Regions from separate parts of the Mus musculus genome. Here all the other regions are linked to region 3. Evidence: chromatin contacts called from public Hi-C, HiCAR-type and HiChIP or PLAC-seq data. All regions are on one chromosome and are shown on one strand. Each heading gives the region's core, a stretch centred on a gene start, on an enhancer-like site or on the middle of the called end of the contact. The rest is flanking DNA. Distances are from core to core; before and after follow the strand shown. Region 1 overlaps Ctnna3 (catenin (cadherin associated protein), alpha 3). Region 2 overlaps Ctnna3 (catenin (cadherin associated protein), alpha 3). Region 3 holds the start of Lrrtm3 (leucine rich repeat transmembrane neuronal 3). Region 4 overlaps Ctnna3 (catenin (cadherin associated protein), alpha 3). Region 5 holds the start of Dnajc12 (DnaJ heat shock protein family (Hsp40) member C12).

Region 1 (2,700 bases), core at 60-2,559, 630 kb after region 3:
TTTTAAACAGTTTTTAAAGAACTTATACAATGCACAGGGCCCTGGATTTCAGCCCAGCGTATAATGTAGGCACAGTGGTGCACGCTCGCAATATCAGCACTGTAGAGGTTGAAGCAGAAAGATAGGAAATTAAGGTTATTTTGGATATTTGGATAATGATTTTTGAGGGTAGCCTTAGCTACATAGGATCCTTATAAAATAGCAGCAAGATAACTTGAATATTGACATGTATAAGAAATACATAGATATTAAAGTCCTTAAAGCATAGATATTATACAAAACATTGAGATTTTAGGGCAAGGCATCAAAAAAACCAGGGAAACACAGCAGAGGAAATGTTAGCTATCGTGTAGAATTTATATAGTAGCGGTTGAAAATTAACAATCCCTATTTCACACCTTGATATATGTTTATATGTGTATGTGTATATATGTATGTGTGATATGTATGAGAGGGAAATATTAGAAATGGGAGGGAGAAAAGAGATATAGGGAGAGGGATACTAAAGAGATAGGGGAAGCACTAAAAAGAAACTTTGAAGACTCTTCTCTTGAGATGCTGAAGCTGTGACCCTGCTGGTGAGTTGGCTAATCGTCTCTGGTACCCCACACCATGTGGCTTTCTACCGCAAACCCTTCATCACCTCCTGACCCAAAACACTCATTCTGGACCATTGCGTTCCTGGGCCAGAGTGTGTGTGGCTATAGGCTGATACTCCCAATGCATTTATCATAGCTGCCTCCTTGTAACTTGCACCCTTTCAGCATCAAAGTGAAGGGTTATTGTTAGACTCAAATACATTCTTCAACGCTGTAACCATTGGCCTCTCCAGCCCTCTTATGGATGAGAGAACCAGGCCAATGTATGTCTCAACTGCATGGAGTTTATTCCACTGCTTTTTGTACTTGAATTGCTTGGTTGGAGCTTAGAAAACTCGTGTCCTTTTTTTTTTTTTTTTTTTTGATACAGAAGGTGTACTCACAGCATAGCTCTCTCTAAATTAATCTCCTAATAAATGCTGCCCATGGCTGCCAGGGCCATTTCTAGAGGCCTGTGGAGCTCTAAACAGGAGGGAGGTAGCAGGGTACCATCATTCATTTTTAGCATTTCACTTTTTATATTCTGCATGAGGTCTAGCACCTGCCATGGAACTCGGCATCTATTATATCTTCATGCTTTAGCCCAAAATTCCTTTTCTCTCCCCCCAACCCCCGCCAGTTCTTCAAACTACTGCCCTCCTGTGTCGACTGTGTTACTATGCTGGGAAGCATTCTGGGAAGGCAGCCAGCTCCGAATTTACATTGGTCATCAATCAGGCGATTCATTAAAGTTACTGCATAAGGGAATGTCCCAACACATCGTTTCCCTGAGAGTTACCACTTAGTACTGTGGATGCCCCAGGGAGTCCTGTGTTTATGGCACACGTTGTTTCTGCAGTCTAAAACCTGAGAACATTTATGAGTGCACGCACCAACCAAGAGTTTCAGTTTCCAGGATGCATATCGAGGGCTGGACTCCATTGAGATGTCAGAAATAATTCTATCATATTCATTGATATTATTTGTAGAACAGATTACATACTGTGTGAGAATTGTTATCACAAACCTGTATGTCTAGGAAGAAAACTCTTGTTTGTTCTGTATACTTAGTGTACGATTTTACATATGTTCAGCAAACACCTAATATCTTTCCTTTTAATATTGTAAGCCATATACTCTTGTATTTAGTGCTGTTTTAAGCGTTATACCTTAGCACAAGCTCTGGAAGAAATGGTATTCTCAAATGTTGGCATTTGTTGAGCTTTAAAAAAACTACCGCCACAACTAAAGATGTCTAATCACCTGGTATATGACATCAACATAAATAATGGACAGAAGCTATGCATTGAACATAGTGACACTGCCCTGGGTCTGTGATCTTGGCCTTAATCTGAAACCATCCTTTCTCATGGCTAAACCCCATACATCACATAATAACTTGAGCCTTGTTTTTTCTCATCAGAATAATAAAACAACAACAGCAACAACAACAAACCTTTCTTTCTATGCAGAGAATGGATCCTTGACTCAGTGGAACTGCATGTACCTAAGATTCTCAAGATGAAACTTTGCTTCCATATTTCCCTTATGGAAATTAATGCCCCCCCACCCCACCCCCCACCCCCCGCTCTGGCCACCAGGAGCATGGCCAAGTCATTGTCCATCTCTCACCTCTGTGTTGCTTCTAGTCAACACCTCAACCTTTTCTCTCCATGTGTGACACTATTGGTCCTCAGTGCCTGCAGATTCCTTCCCAGTGGGACCCAGAATGAACAAAGGAGCTTAAGGATAGCTACTATGTAGCAAGCGTTAGCATGTTCAATAATGCTTTTCATATTGTTTTTTTGGAAGGAAGTGGTCTAAGACGGGTCTTTGGAGTCACTAGAAGCCATGTAAGCTTGTATGTCCCTTTTTGCCATGCACAACTCGTGAATATGTAAGGGAAAACATCCTAGCAGGTTGATAATCCTTGTATGGTCCCCATTCCTGAGGGGCTGCCCAACCTTTAACTCCCATGTCATCTCCCTCTGCATCTGCCTACCTGGTTCTCACTCCTGACATGAGAAACCACAATGATTAGCTGTTTTCACCCTTTCCTGAGGTTTGTTTGTTCCCTGGGAATCTTGAGACTGTAAGTGGGCTGGAAAATTGAACCCTGATA
Region 2 (2,700 bases), core at 73-2,572, 800 kb after region 3:
AGTCAACCAGAGAATCTACACTATGGGTCTCCCTGTGAAAAATACACGAAGAATCTGCAATATGAATCTCCATATGAAAAATACACATCTTGTTGTTGTTGTTTTTTAATCTTAAGTTAGGTTAATGATTGCATTCGGTAATCCATTGTTGAAAGACTATAAGACAGTAATAAAAAGTTTTTAAATTATTGATAAAAAATGAGGAAAAAATATGAATCCAAAGACCATTCCTAGGGACCTTCCAGCCAGCTTACAGAGTTCCAATAGCTCCCCTAGACACGAGCCACCACCACGGAACTCACAACAGAAGGTTCTGGGGGAGATATCAGATTCAAACCATAACATCTGTATTTCATTCAAGATTGAGAGAAAAAGTGAAATTAGATATTTATGTTTCTTTACATTCGAATCAGGAAGACCATTAGGAATTATTAGGGTTGTAGAAATGTTCTTATATTTAAACATTTAATTGCATATCCATAAGTTGAGGGTTTATTAATATTTATCAATAAAACAAGCACTGCACTACTTATGTTGTGATAATCTTTAAATTAAATAATGTAGCTGTTAATACCTATCAGCTTCTTGATGATTGACTCTGCTTCCTGGATGAATGTGGATAATCACAAGGTTATTCAAAGCAGTCTGAAGTATTACAGCTTGAATGTAGTACAGATGTTGAAAAACATCAAATATGCATGTTAATGATATAACTTTTCTTTAGGTATGTTTGGTTATCCAGGAAGAATGTTATGCATTCTCTTGTTCTGTTAACTGCTACAGCCAGCTATTACTATGACATTTTATAACCATGGTTTCCTGATACCTACCTACTCATCATGAGCCTATCTAGAAGGCAGATGAGTCTGGGAGTAAAGTATCTGCAGATTCAGTTAAGAAGGAAAATCAATTTCCATTCCGTGTGATGCAAAACAGGGAACTGAATGTTCCCCCGTAGGTATTTCTGATAACTAGATAGTTTGTTTTGTTTTGTTTTTTTGTTTCCAAAATAACTAGATAGTGAAGGTTGCTGCTTTAAATTCATAAAAAAAAATTCTGCTTTCCCCCCTTCGTCATTGGATTCTTCCAGATAAAGATACAATTCTAAACCAATTAAAACTGCCTTAAATAAAAAGAACACTCCCCCCCATACAAACACACAATGGTTGTGTTGTTAATATGTTTATAGCCATACCCTAGATACTCCTTGGTGTCCTGCAAGGTCTGCCTCCTACAAAATATCTGATTAGAAGGGCAGATTGGAGCATCACAGGGGTGCCAATTTGCCAGCTGGTCACCCTGTGTTTGTCTGCTGTTTTACAATGAGTGTTGGCTGACCTCCGCTCAAGAGCCCAGATAGGATCTGGGTACCTGCGGTAATCGCTACTCCCTGGCGAAAACAGAATCTCTTGGATTTATAATGGACCAAGGGATGTCAAGGCGCGTCGCATCCCATAAACGTCACCTCCTCTGACAGTGTCCAGAACATCTAACCATGCTGCTTTCTCTCCCCATTTCCTCCTGTATAACGAAGCAACTCGACCGTGACAGAGGATTACTCTTCTTAAAGTGAATAGATAGTTACACCGTACATTTTTAACTCCAGATCATTTGCGGAGTTAAGGACAGATACTAAATTTCAATCAGTCCTGATAAGAGCCAAAGTTGCAATTTTAAAAATAAGTGTGCAAGTCTCATGGTCTCATGGTACCCCTTAATGACTGTTGTCAGGGATTGTGGACCTCTGGTTTGGTATTTATCTATTATATTTAAATTTAAAATACCTTCAAACTATCGGGATTTTGTTTGCATTTATTATTCTAACAAAATTTTGAAAATCAGTATTTCGAAGAGAAAAACGTTCAGCTGCAATCTCAAGTGAACACCTCTCTTCTGTGTTTTCCCGGAGACATTATTTTCTTAGTTTGGTCATTGTTTCTTTTGTCCATTGTCTTGGAGTTAATTTTTTTATCTCCTGGTTATATGGGTTTCTACTCCTCATTTTCCTTTTCCCACAGAGATCATGAGTTGACACAACTCCTCATGTCGTTCACATCTTTGTCCTCACAGGATTAGATTTTTCTTGTCAGTTTCCTTCTTTTCATTCCACACTTTGGTCGCCTGTGGTCTTATTCTTGAATGGCCCTACTCCAGTCATTCAATTTCATCTCCATTTTTTTATTTTAATATTTCTTTTCCTTATGATCCTCTTTGCCAACATATCACAGGAGCTACTGTGGTCTTTGTCTCCTTTTAAGACTTTTAGCCAATGGCCCTGTTCTCCCATCTCCTGCCCTTTGTCTTAAAATTTGTATTACGTCTCTATAGGAACCCTTGTCTCACCTCTTTGATTGCTCATACTTGATAAATAATCACTGGGTTATCTATGAACATGGGATGTGGACGTGTAAAGGTAACCCGTCATGAATGACGCCTTCACTCTCCACCCACTCCAGAGGAGCATCCATCTATCATTCTGCATCCTCACGGCGATCACACAGGAAATAGTGTACCAGGATTTTTCTAGAAGACCCAGAGAATAGACATCTGACATGAAAGAGTGTGGTATCAGGGGAAAAAATTATTTTGCCAAATGAAATTTTATAGCTGTTTCTTATAACAGGCAAGAAAAATTAATAACCGTGATATGTTCCCTCTATGTTAACCATTTTACTGTGTGTATCTTAGTCGTCAGGTGGT
Region 3 (2,700 bases), core at 71-2,570:
TCCGATCCCAGAGAATGGAGCTGATTGTAGGACAGATCCAAGTTCCGTAAATTGGTCACAGGTCTGAAGGTGTTGTTAAGGAAATAGGAGATTCTGTTGGAACTCAGAATCAACTCTTTGAGTCTGCGTATCCCATTGAAAGCATTCTCGTCGATATTGCTGATGTGGTTGTGGTCAAGGTAGAGCCAGGTGAGCTGATTGAGCCCTTTAAATTGATTATACTTAAGTTTTTGGAGGCTGTTGTAGCGAAGGGATAAACCCAAGCAACCGGCAGATATACTCGAGGGTATCTCCTGCAGTTTCTGAGACTCACAGTATACCATTTTGCCTTCACACCTACAACCCTTAGGGCATCCTCGTTCAGCAGAAGAAAGCATTGTCAGTAAGACAGTGGGTGCTAGAACCACCGCTACAGCTGATCCTCGCAGTAGCCTAATTACATTGAAACCTGGAAATAAAAACAACTTAGAAAAGTTATCCCCCCAAAACGAATGCATTTTTTTTAACCAAGCAAAACTAGCTGTTCATTTCCACATTCAGAAATGTAAACATTTAGATACCATTTAGCATCAAACATCATCTTTGTAATAGAAGGATATTGCATATTTCTATCAGTTAAACAAGGAAATGTAGCCACTGATAATTGAATTTATAGTCTTAGACCAGAGAAAGATAATCTTTAAAACAATTAAAGCAGAATTATTACATAGACTTAGAGGATTTTTTTTCAATTTTTTTTTCTTAAGAAGGAAAGAAGAAAAATATCAAAACATACCCATCCTTTGTATTGTTCAAAGGTCGTCCTTAGGTCTTTTGCTTTGGCTTAGGGGCCGCCTGCATGACAGCCCCTGTCAGCTGCAGTGGAGTGAGTCAGGGCTCGCTGACACCCAGGAAGAAAAATTGGACCCCTTGGGAGATGGACCGATTTTGGAACATTATTCTTTACCAGCCATGCAGAACACTCCAAGAACAAATAAATCCCAACACCGCATTCGCAGCAAAACATCCGAGTCTTCCTAGGTAATAGGATCTTCATGGATATTACGTTTTTGCATCTTTACAGTGTGTGTGTGTGTGTGTGTGTGTGTGTGTGTGTTAAAAAAAAAAGAAAAAAACTGGCTCCTACAATTTCTTCTCAAAACCCATAATGTATTCCTCTAGGCAACGTGGGGCTACCTGTGCTGCCACATCTGTATTCCATAGTCCGGCGAACCCGTGGTGGTGAGCACCCAGTTCAGCCTCGGAGCTGCGTTGGAGCCCAGAAGGCAGGAGAGCCGGGTTCCGCGCACACTCTCAGCTCACTCCCGCAGACTGTCATTCTGTAAGCCGCTCGGACTGTTGCTTCGGTTTCAGTGAATGCAGTCTTATGTAAAGCTGCCCCCAGTGGTGGGGAACACTATGGGCATGTGCAGAGCTGGCTCTCTTTTATCTTGCAAATGAGCAGGCTCTGCTGGAAAATGAATGGTTCTTTTGGGTGGCTCAATAGGAAGTGAATGGTCAACGTAATCAATAACTAGCAACATTTTCCGTGATACCCAAGTCTTGTTTTACAATTTGGCAACGCCTGTAACTGTCTGCGTCTGCTTAATCGACAAACATGTGCTTCCCAGAGTTGTGGGGTTTTTTTCTTTTTTTCTTTTTTTTTCTCGAGCTTGACGTTAAGTTCACAGATCGAATGTCAAATTTTCTTAACCTCAGTGTAGGCTTTGAGCTGAAATTTATAAAATGAATTATTGAGCTCTTCACAAAACTGCGTTCAGAGCGTGCCTGTTTGACCTCTCGGAGTCACCGTGATTATATTATGCAAGGTGTCTCAGAATGCTAGACTACATCGGCTTTGCAATGGACAGAATGACTGATGACACACAAATTAATAGGGCTAATGGCTTTTCTGTTTTTCCCACAAAAGATATAATTGGTTTAATGTTTATGACTGCGTTATGGCTTGTTTTGGTTGCTCTGGGCTTTTTTTTTTTTTTTTTTTTTTTTTATCAGAAGAGAAATGAACCATTTTTAGTGCTAGTATTAGGACCCCAAGATCATTTGGTTCATGGCTTATTGATGTTGCTCCTATTTATCACATTAATAATATTTATTGGGTGCTTTCTAAGTCCTTTAAATGAAGGCTCCATCCTGTTTTTTCGTTCAAGTCACCAGCCTGCAGGTCCCACTGCCATCTACATTTCCAAGGTGAAGGACCTGAGACTTAAATGGGGTCACCTGCTCCAGGCTCCAGGATATGGCCACGAGGAGCAAGAGCTTCTAGGCAGAACAAGTATGTCTTTCAATGCTTCACCAGGCACCAGTTCCTTTTAAGGGGCATCTCTGTGCTCAGTGAATCTGGTGACCATTGGGATAGACCAGGGTAGGGAAGCTGTACAGAGCTCTAGAGACTCTAGGTCTATGCAGGCTCATCCTTGCTAAATTGAGCCCCTGCATCACCTTGTACGGCTTACTCATCTCTCTGTGCTTCCATGTTCTCACCTGCAAAATTGGACATGATAGAGAAATTACATCATAGGCATATGCTGAGGATTAAGTGACATCTTTGTCTGTGGTTGTGGTACTGGGATTGAACACAGGACCCTGGGCTCAGCCCTGTGTCATTTTGCTATCCCAACGTGCTTAGCTTCTGTGGGTATCACAGACATGGAGCAAGTATCATCTCTGCTACCGGTACAGAGGTTGCTTTTTAATATT
Region 4 (2,700 bases), core at 14-2,513, 550 kb after region 3:
CCAGATTTTTATCATGTGGTTGGCCTTGTTCTTTTTCAGAACTTAGAAGTGTAAAGTTGTAATCTTTCTTTTGAGGATAAAATACGATAGGGTTGGTCTTTCATGTTTTAGCATCTAAGCTAGACAGACATCTCAATATGTGTTTATCAGCTCACCTTACTTCATAACATCTGGCTTGAGAAATAAGCAGGACACAATGAATTTTGTAATATAAAGGATTTGCTAGTATATATAAAATAAGTTCAAATTATTACCATGATTGATATCAAAGATATACACTGAGATACACACACTTAGCTTTGGGTTGGTTAAAACACAGACTGGAAGATTTGTATTCATATCTTTAAATCATTACATCTTTATCAAATGAAGATGTGACATGACTTTTCTGATGGTTGTAGAAATTAGATTTATGATGGCAAAAACTATTGAACAATTAAGAAACACAATCACCTGAAGTCAAATTGCTGTTATTAATAAGGCATTATTATTTCAAAGGAGGCAGGGAGTATCTCTGCTTTTTAATTTTGATCACGTTTACTCTGTTCTTCTACTGATAAGGTTGGTGCTGTCGTGATTTCACTGTGAGGTCTGTCATGGTTGACTGACCTTGAAGTATTTTAGTAGGTAACATATCTAGATCTAGAGTTCTTTCTTACCTATTCCCATCCAGAATATGTGCTTTTATCTACTCCTTTCGATCTTTGTAAAATACTGATAGCTTAAAGAATCTATTGTTCATAGATTCAGAATTTCTAAACATTTAGCCCTCAGATCCTATGACATCTTTACATTTGTACCCCCTTCTATGATATATTACACCACACACACACACACACACACACACACACACACACACACACACATGCATGTATAGATTGGGATGAAAATCATGAAATATCTAAAAATGATGCACATAAATTCCCAGGGAAGATTTTTCTGAGCAGGACAAACACACATAGAAAGTTATTCTAATCCTTATTGCACATTGTAATATAGGAATCTTTAGCTTCAGATCTTTTGCCTTTTGCTGAACAGGGGAAAGAGATGGGGAAAGAGACCACCCAGGCAAGCCACAGAATCAAGAGAGCATTACAAATATTAAGCAGACACTTGATAGATGCTAGAGAATTATAAAATGAGAAAAACCCATTTGAATTAATTAGATGAAAATAATTGTAATTACAACCATTATTAAAATGGCTTGCACTAGGCTAATTACCATATGTAAAAGCTCTTTAGACATACCCCTAATAGTGATATGTAGCAGCTTTGTGGAGTTGCTATGTTTTACATAATTACTACAAGAGAGAATATTCAGCTGTGCTTCAACTTCTGTTGTCCAGGAAGCAATTCATTTACTCCAAGCTGAAATATATTAGATAGAATATGACTGTTAAAAAACCTCTTCTCACAGATCCAAACAAAATGCAGATAATGGTAAAAGTCAATACTGAGCCCCCTCCAGTCCTTTGAACAAAATGCTCTACTTCCCCTCCCTGTTAAATGCTGGTGGTTTAAAGATCTAGTGTACATAGAGTCAGAGTTTCTGAAAGTTTAACACTTTGGTCCTACAAGGTCTTCATATTTGTACTCTGTACTGACATCCCTGTCTCTCCATCTCTCTCTCTCTCTCTCTCTCTCTCTCTCTCTCTCTCTCTCTCTCTCTCTCTCTGCCTCTGTCTCTCTCTCTCTCTCTCTCTCATACACACACACACACACACACACACACACACACCAGAATTTTAGGTTGATTATTTTACCACATTATTTTTTTAAATTTGAGTTCCATAGTGTATATGTGTGTGTGTGTGTGTGTGTGTGTGTGTGTGTGTGTGTGTGTATGAGAGAGAGAGAAAATAAACTCTAATTTTCTATACACATATGAGGTCTTTCCAGTGTAGAATTTTTCAGTGTAGTGTATCTGAATTTCTTTCACTTAAACTGTGTGACAGAGGCAGGTAGATTTCTGATTTTCGGGGCCACATTAGTGTGGCCAGCTAGGACTACATAGTGAGACACTGTCTCTAGAGGAGCACTAAGTATTTCTAACCACTGTGCGATCTCTCCAGACTCTAATTTGTAAAAACAAGTGTTGAAAATATTTGAATACAAAATGAAAAAGTATATCTTAAGTAATGTACTTACAAAAATTTCAAAAATTTAAATAGTGATTCTATTCAAAGTCTTAATAGAGATTTTAATGTAGACAATTTCACAAAGTACGTACCGAGACTTTGTGTGTTTTATATAAAAATTTGTGTTTGTTCATTTTTTTCAGTTGTTAATAACTAAAATCATATGTCATTCCTGAAATAAATATCAAAATTATTCAAAGTAAAGTTACTTGGATTTAAAACTATAATTTACTCTCTGCATATTTCTTACCTTGGATATGAGAGAATTGACTTATTTTATTTTTTATTCATTATTGTATATTTTTCTTTAAGAATTTTATTCATGTATTTTGATCATACTTGCCCCTCCTCCATCTACTCCCAGGATTACCCCATCTTACCTAAGCACCCAACTTTATGTCCTCTGATTTTTTATTATTTGATTTTTTGGTATTTTTGTTTTTTCCTATCAATTTGTGTCGTGCACATATTCTTGAATATATGGCCTTGCACTGGAGTCTGGTCTGCCTACAAGCTGACACATCCTTAAGAAGCCAAACTCTCTCTCTTCCAGAAGCTCAGT
Region 5 (2,700 bases), core at 199-2,698, 700 kb before region 3:
TTCTCCTTTCCCTAGGGCCTGGCTGGTGGCAGTCAAAAATGCTGGCCACCGGGCTACATCTACAACCGCCCCAAATTACATGCTATTTTAGACACTTGGAAAAGTATCTTTCTAATTGACCAAATCTTAAAAACTTGCTTCACATTTTCTTCTGTCTCTTAAAAAAATAGGTTAAAAAAAAAACTATCCAAGTAACAGAGGTACAATAAATTAGTAACAGTTTTACACTAAATTGTCAAAACTGACTTCCGATTAGCTAATAGGAAAAAAAAAAATCACCATGTCAATACTCAAACTCCACCGAGGCACATAGGACCTCACAGAGACTGTGAGAGCACACACAGGCCTGTCCGTGTTCAAGCCAGATGAGGTCCCAGCACTGAGAGGGGAAGTAGAGATGGCCTCCCATCCCTAACCAACAAGCCATCTTCAGTTGATATCATCAAGGAAAAAGTAGTTCTCTGTAGCGGGGTCTCACTGGGTATATTAGGCACACTTAAGGGTGGGCTCCGTGCCCAGCAGGAAACGGGTAACACAGAACAAACTCAATGGTATTTTTTAAAAAAGATTTATTTATTTATTATATGTAAGTACACTGTAGCTGTATTCAGACACACCAGAAGAGGGCATCAGATCTCATTATGGATGGTTATGAGCCACCATGTGGTTGCTGACAATGGTATTTTTTAAAGCCTTTTTGTTTTATATTGCATAAAAAAAAATTACTGGCCTTCTGCTGGTATGTTATGGTTTCCCAGTTTGTGTTTTTAATTTTTTTTAAAGATTAATTCATTCATTTTATATATGTGAGTACACTGTAGCTGTCTTCAGACACATCAGAAGAGGGAGGGCATCAGATCCCATTACAGATGGTTGTGAGCCACCATGTGGTTGCTGGGAATTGAACTCAGGACCTTTGGAAGAGTAGTCAGTGCTCTTAACCGCTGAGCCATGTCTCCAGCCCGTGTTTTTAATTTTATAGATTTTGTTTGCATGTGTTTCTTCCATTATTTTTCTCTAAATTCTTTTATTTTAGTTTTTAAAATTTGTTTTCTAACGAGAGAAGGGGGAAAAAAAAAGGCGAGATGTTGGGTGAGTGAAGGAGAGGGGAGGATCTGGGAGGAGTTGGGACCGGGGAACCATAATCAGAATATATATTGTATGAAACAAATTTTTTCAATGAAAGCAAAAAGTAAAGAGCAAACCAAACCAAACCAAAACAACATCAACGACAAACAATAGCATCACCAGCAGCAGCAGCAGCAGCAGCAGCAGCAGCAGCAGCAGCAGCAGCAGCAGCAGCAGCAACAACAACAACAACAACAACAACAACAACAACAAAACACAACAGCAACAAAAAACCCAACAGCAACAACAAACCCCAAACTACAGATCCCAGCAGCCCCGCATGGCAGGCTCGATCCTGGGCAAACAGCCAATGAGAAGCTGTGTTTGCAAAGGGCTGGCTTGACGTCTGGGTGCTCGCTGGTTTGGAAAGTCCTGCTGAAATGTAAAGAGCTTTGCTGTCGCCCCGGAGCTCACAGTGTCGGTGGCGTCGGAGAGGACTGACTCATCCGCTGTAAATGGACGCGATACTGAACTACAGGCCGGAGGGCAGCGAGGACTACTACGCCTTGCTGGGATGCGATGAGCTCTCCTCGGTAAGCAGGGTTGCAGGTTCTCACCAGGTCGCCTTTGAGATCAGCCACGTCTCCTGGAACTCCAACCTCGTACCATTTGGAAGGAGTTTCGGCTCGGAGAAAGTGAAGGATTAAAATGCTTGCTGGTTAATTTGAGGAAAGGACTCCGAACTTCAAAGTATTAGCTGGGAGAGGGACCACATACAGTTTTTATTTATTTAGAGCAGCGGTTCTCAACCTGTGGGTTGCTACGGACTTGGGGTCGCATATCAGATATCCTGCACATCAAATATTTTTAATTACAATTCATAAACGCAGCAAAATTACAGTTATGAAGTAGCAACGAAATAATTTTATGGTTGGGGGTTACCGCAACGTGAGGAACTGTACTAAAGAGTCGCAGCATTAGGAAGGTTGAGAGCCACTGCCTAAGTAAAGGCTGCGATTTAGAGCTCAGGAGGCGGGGCCCCCTGTCTGTAGTCTCCTCGTTCAGAGAAAGTCTCATGGATTTTATAGTACCATTATAACCTCAAATGGTATTAAATACCATTATAATTTCAAATCAAATCAAGTTAGATGTCATATCTGGTGGGAGATTTTTCTTTTAAAGAAAGTAATGCTTCCCTTAGACATCATATACTTGAGACAAATGTGTTATTCTTTTTTTTTTCGAGACAGGGTTTGTCTGTATAGCCCTGGCTGTTCTGGAACTCACTTTATAGACCAGGCTGGCCTCGAACTCAGGAATCCGCCTGCCTCTGCCTCCCGAGTGCTGGGATTAAAGGCGTGAGCCACCACGCCCAGCCAAATGTGTTATTCTTTTAAAGACTTATTATTTTTGTTTTATGTGCATGCATGCATGCCTGTATGTATATATGTATGTGCATTTGGGTTCTATTTGGCTGAGTAGGGATACTTACTCTGTCATATAGCCTGCATTACTTTTTTGTTTGTTTTGTTTTGTTTTTGTTTTTGAGACAGAGTTGGCTTGGAACTCACCATCTCAGCATGTAGATCAAGTTGGCCATGGTTCACAGACATAACTTGCCTCTGCCTCATA

Evidence for each region. A called contact is a pair of places that touch in the nucleus more often than the background predicts. HiCAR-type assays count read pairs that join an accessible place to other places. HiChIP or PLAC-seq counts read pairs in DNA pulled down with a chosen protein or histone mark.
Region 1: an H3K27ac HiChIP or PLAC-seq map of oligodendrocyte precursor cells shows a contact between it and region 3, with 6 times the contacts expected there. The contact joins the enhancer-like site here to the promoter of Lrrtm3 in region 3. A contact is called at or near these places in 5 of 39 promoter capture datasets (the 3T3-L1 cell line, embryonic stem cells, liver and 1 more), 2 of 484 Hi-C or Micro-C datasets (cortical glia and tail fibroblasts) and 7 of 115 datasets of contacts at active chromatin or transcription factors (astrocytes, embryonic forebrain, embryonic hindbrain and 4 more).
Region 2: a contact with region 3 is called in a Hi-C map of cerebellar granule neurons, with 3 times the contacts expected there. The contact joins the enhancer-like site here to the promoter of Lrrtm3 in region 3. A contact is called at or near these places in 9 of 39 promoter capture datasets (cranial neural crest, embryonic stem cells, hippocampal neurons and 5 more), 4 of 484 Hi-C or Micro-C datasets (cerebellar granule neurons, cerebellum and embryonic stem cells) and 3 of 115 datasets of contacts at active chromatin or transcription factors (astrocytes and embryonic stem cells).
Region 4: an H3K4me3 HiChIP or PLAC-seq map of embryonic basal ganglia shows a contact between it and region 3, with 4 times the contacts expected there. The contact joins the enhancer-like site here to the promoter of Lrrtm3 in region 3. A contact is called at or near these places in 12 of 39 promoter capture datasets (the C10 cell line, cranial neural crest, embryonic stem cells and 7 more), 5 of 484 Hi-C or Micro-C datasets (cerebral cortex, embryonic fibroblasts, forebrain and 1 more) and 9 of 115 datasets of contacts at active chromatin or transcription factors (astrocytes, embryonic basal ganglia, embryonic forebrain and 5 more).
Region 5: a contact with region 3 is called in a HiCAR-type map of astrocytes, with 2.2 times the contacts expected there. The contact joins the promoter of Dnajc12 here to the promoter of Lrrtm3 in region 3. A contact is called at or near these places in 1 of 39 promoter capture datasets (hippocampal neurons) and 1 of 115 datasets of contacts at active chromatin or transcription factors (astrocytes).

What each region holds. Positions count from the first base shown.
Region 1 is chr10:64,716,927-64,719,626 of GRCm38.p6, forward strand. All of the region lies in intron 13 of Ctnna3 (catenin (cadherin associated protein), alpha 3), which reads left to right. Among named protein-coding and RNA genes, the nearest start is that of Gm28881, 400 kb to the right of the region's middle. Within about 2 kb of position 1,310, at least 6 of the 459 cell types and tissues checked have an H3K27ac peak or open chromatin away from gene starts, as enhancers often do. A contact at or near this core is called in oligodendrocyte precursor cells, where this site is marked.
Region 2 is chr10:64,885,814-64,888,513 of GRCm38.p6, forward strand. The region is part of intron 15 of Ctnna3 (catenin (cadherin associated protein), alpha 3); the gene reads left to right. Among named protein-coding and RNA genes, the nearest start is that of Gm28881, 230 kb to the right of the region's middle. Within about 2 kb of position 1,323, at least 5 of the 459 cell types and tissues checked have an H3K27ac peak or open chromatin away from gene starts, as enhancers often do. A contact at or near this core is called in cerebellar granule neurons and cerebellum, where this site is marked.
Region 3 is chr10:64,088,935-64,091,634 of GRCm38.p6, forward strand. Lrrtm3 (leucine rich repeat transmembrane neuronal 3) reads right to left here and starts at 1,321. Exons shown (of 3, transcript NM_178678.4): 1 at 776-1,321; 2 at 1-448. The coding sequence starts at 779. The region is part of intron 7 of Ctnna3 (catenin (cadherin associated protein), alpha 3); the gene reads left to right.
Region 4 is chr10:64,638,003-64,640,702 of GRCm38.p6, forward strand. All of the region lies in intron 12 of Ctnna3 (catenin (cadherin associated protein), alpha 3), which reads left to right. Among named protein-coding and RNA genes, the nearest start is that of Gm28881, 480 kb to the right of the region's middle. Within about 2 kb of position 1,264, at least 1 of the 459 cell types and tissues checked has an H3K27ac peak or open chromatin away from gene starts, as enhancers often do. A contact at or near this core is called in embryonic basal ganglia, where this site is marked.
Region 5 is chr10:63,385,115-63,387,814 of GRCm38.p6, forward strand. It overlaps Dnajc12 (DnaJ heat shock protein family (Hsp40) member C12), which reads left to right and starts at 1,449. Exons shown (of 5, transcript NM_013888.3): 1 at 1,449-1,661. The coding sequence starts at 1,584.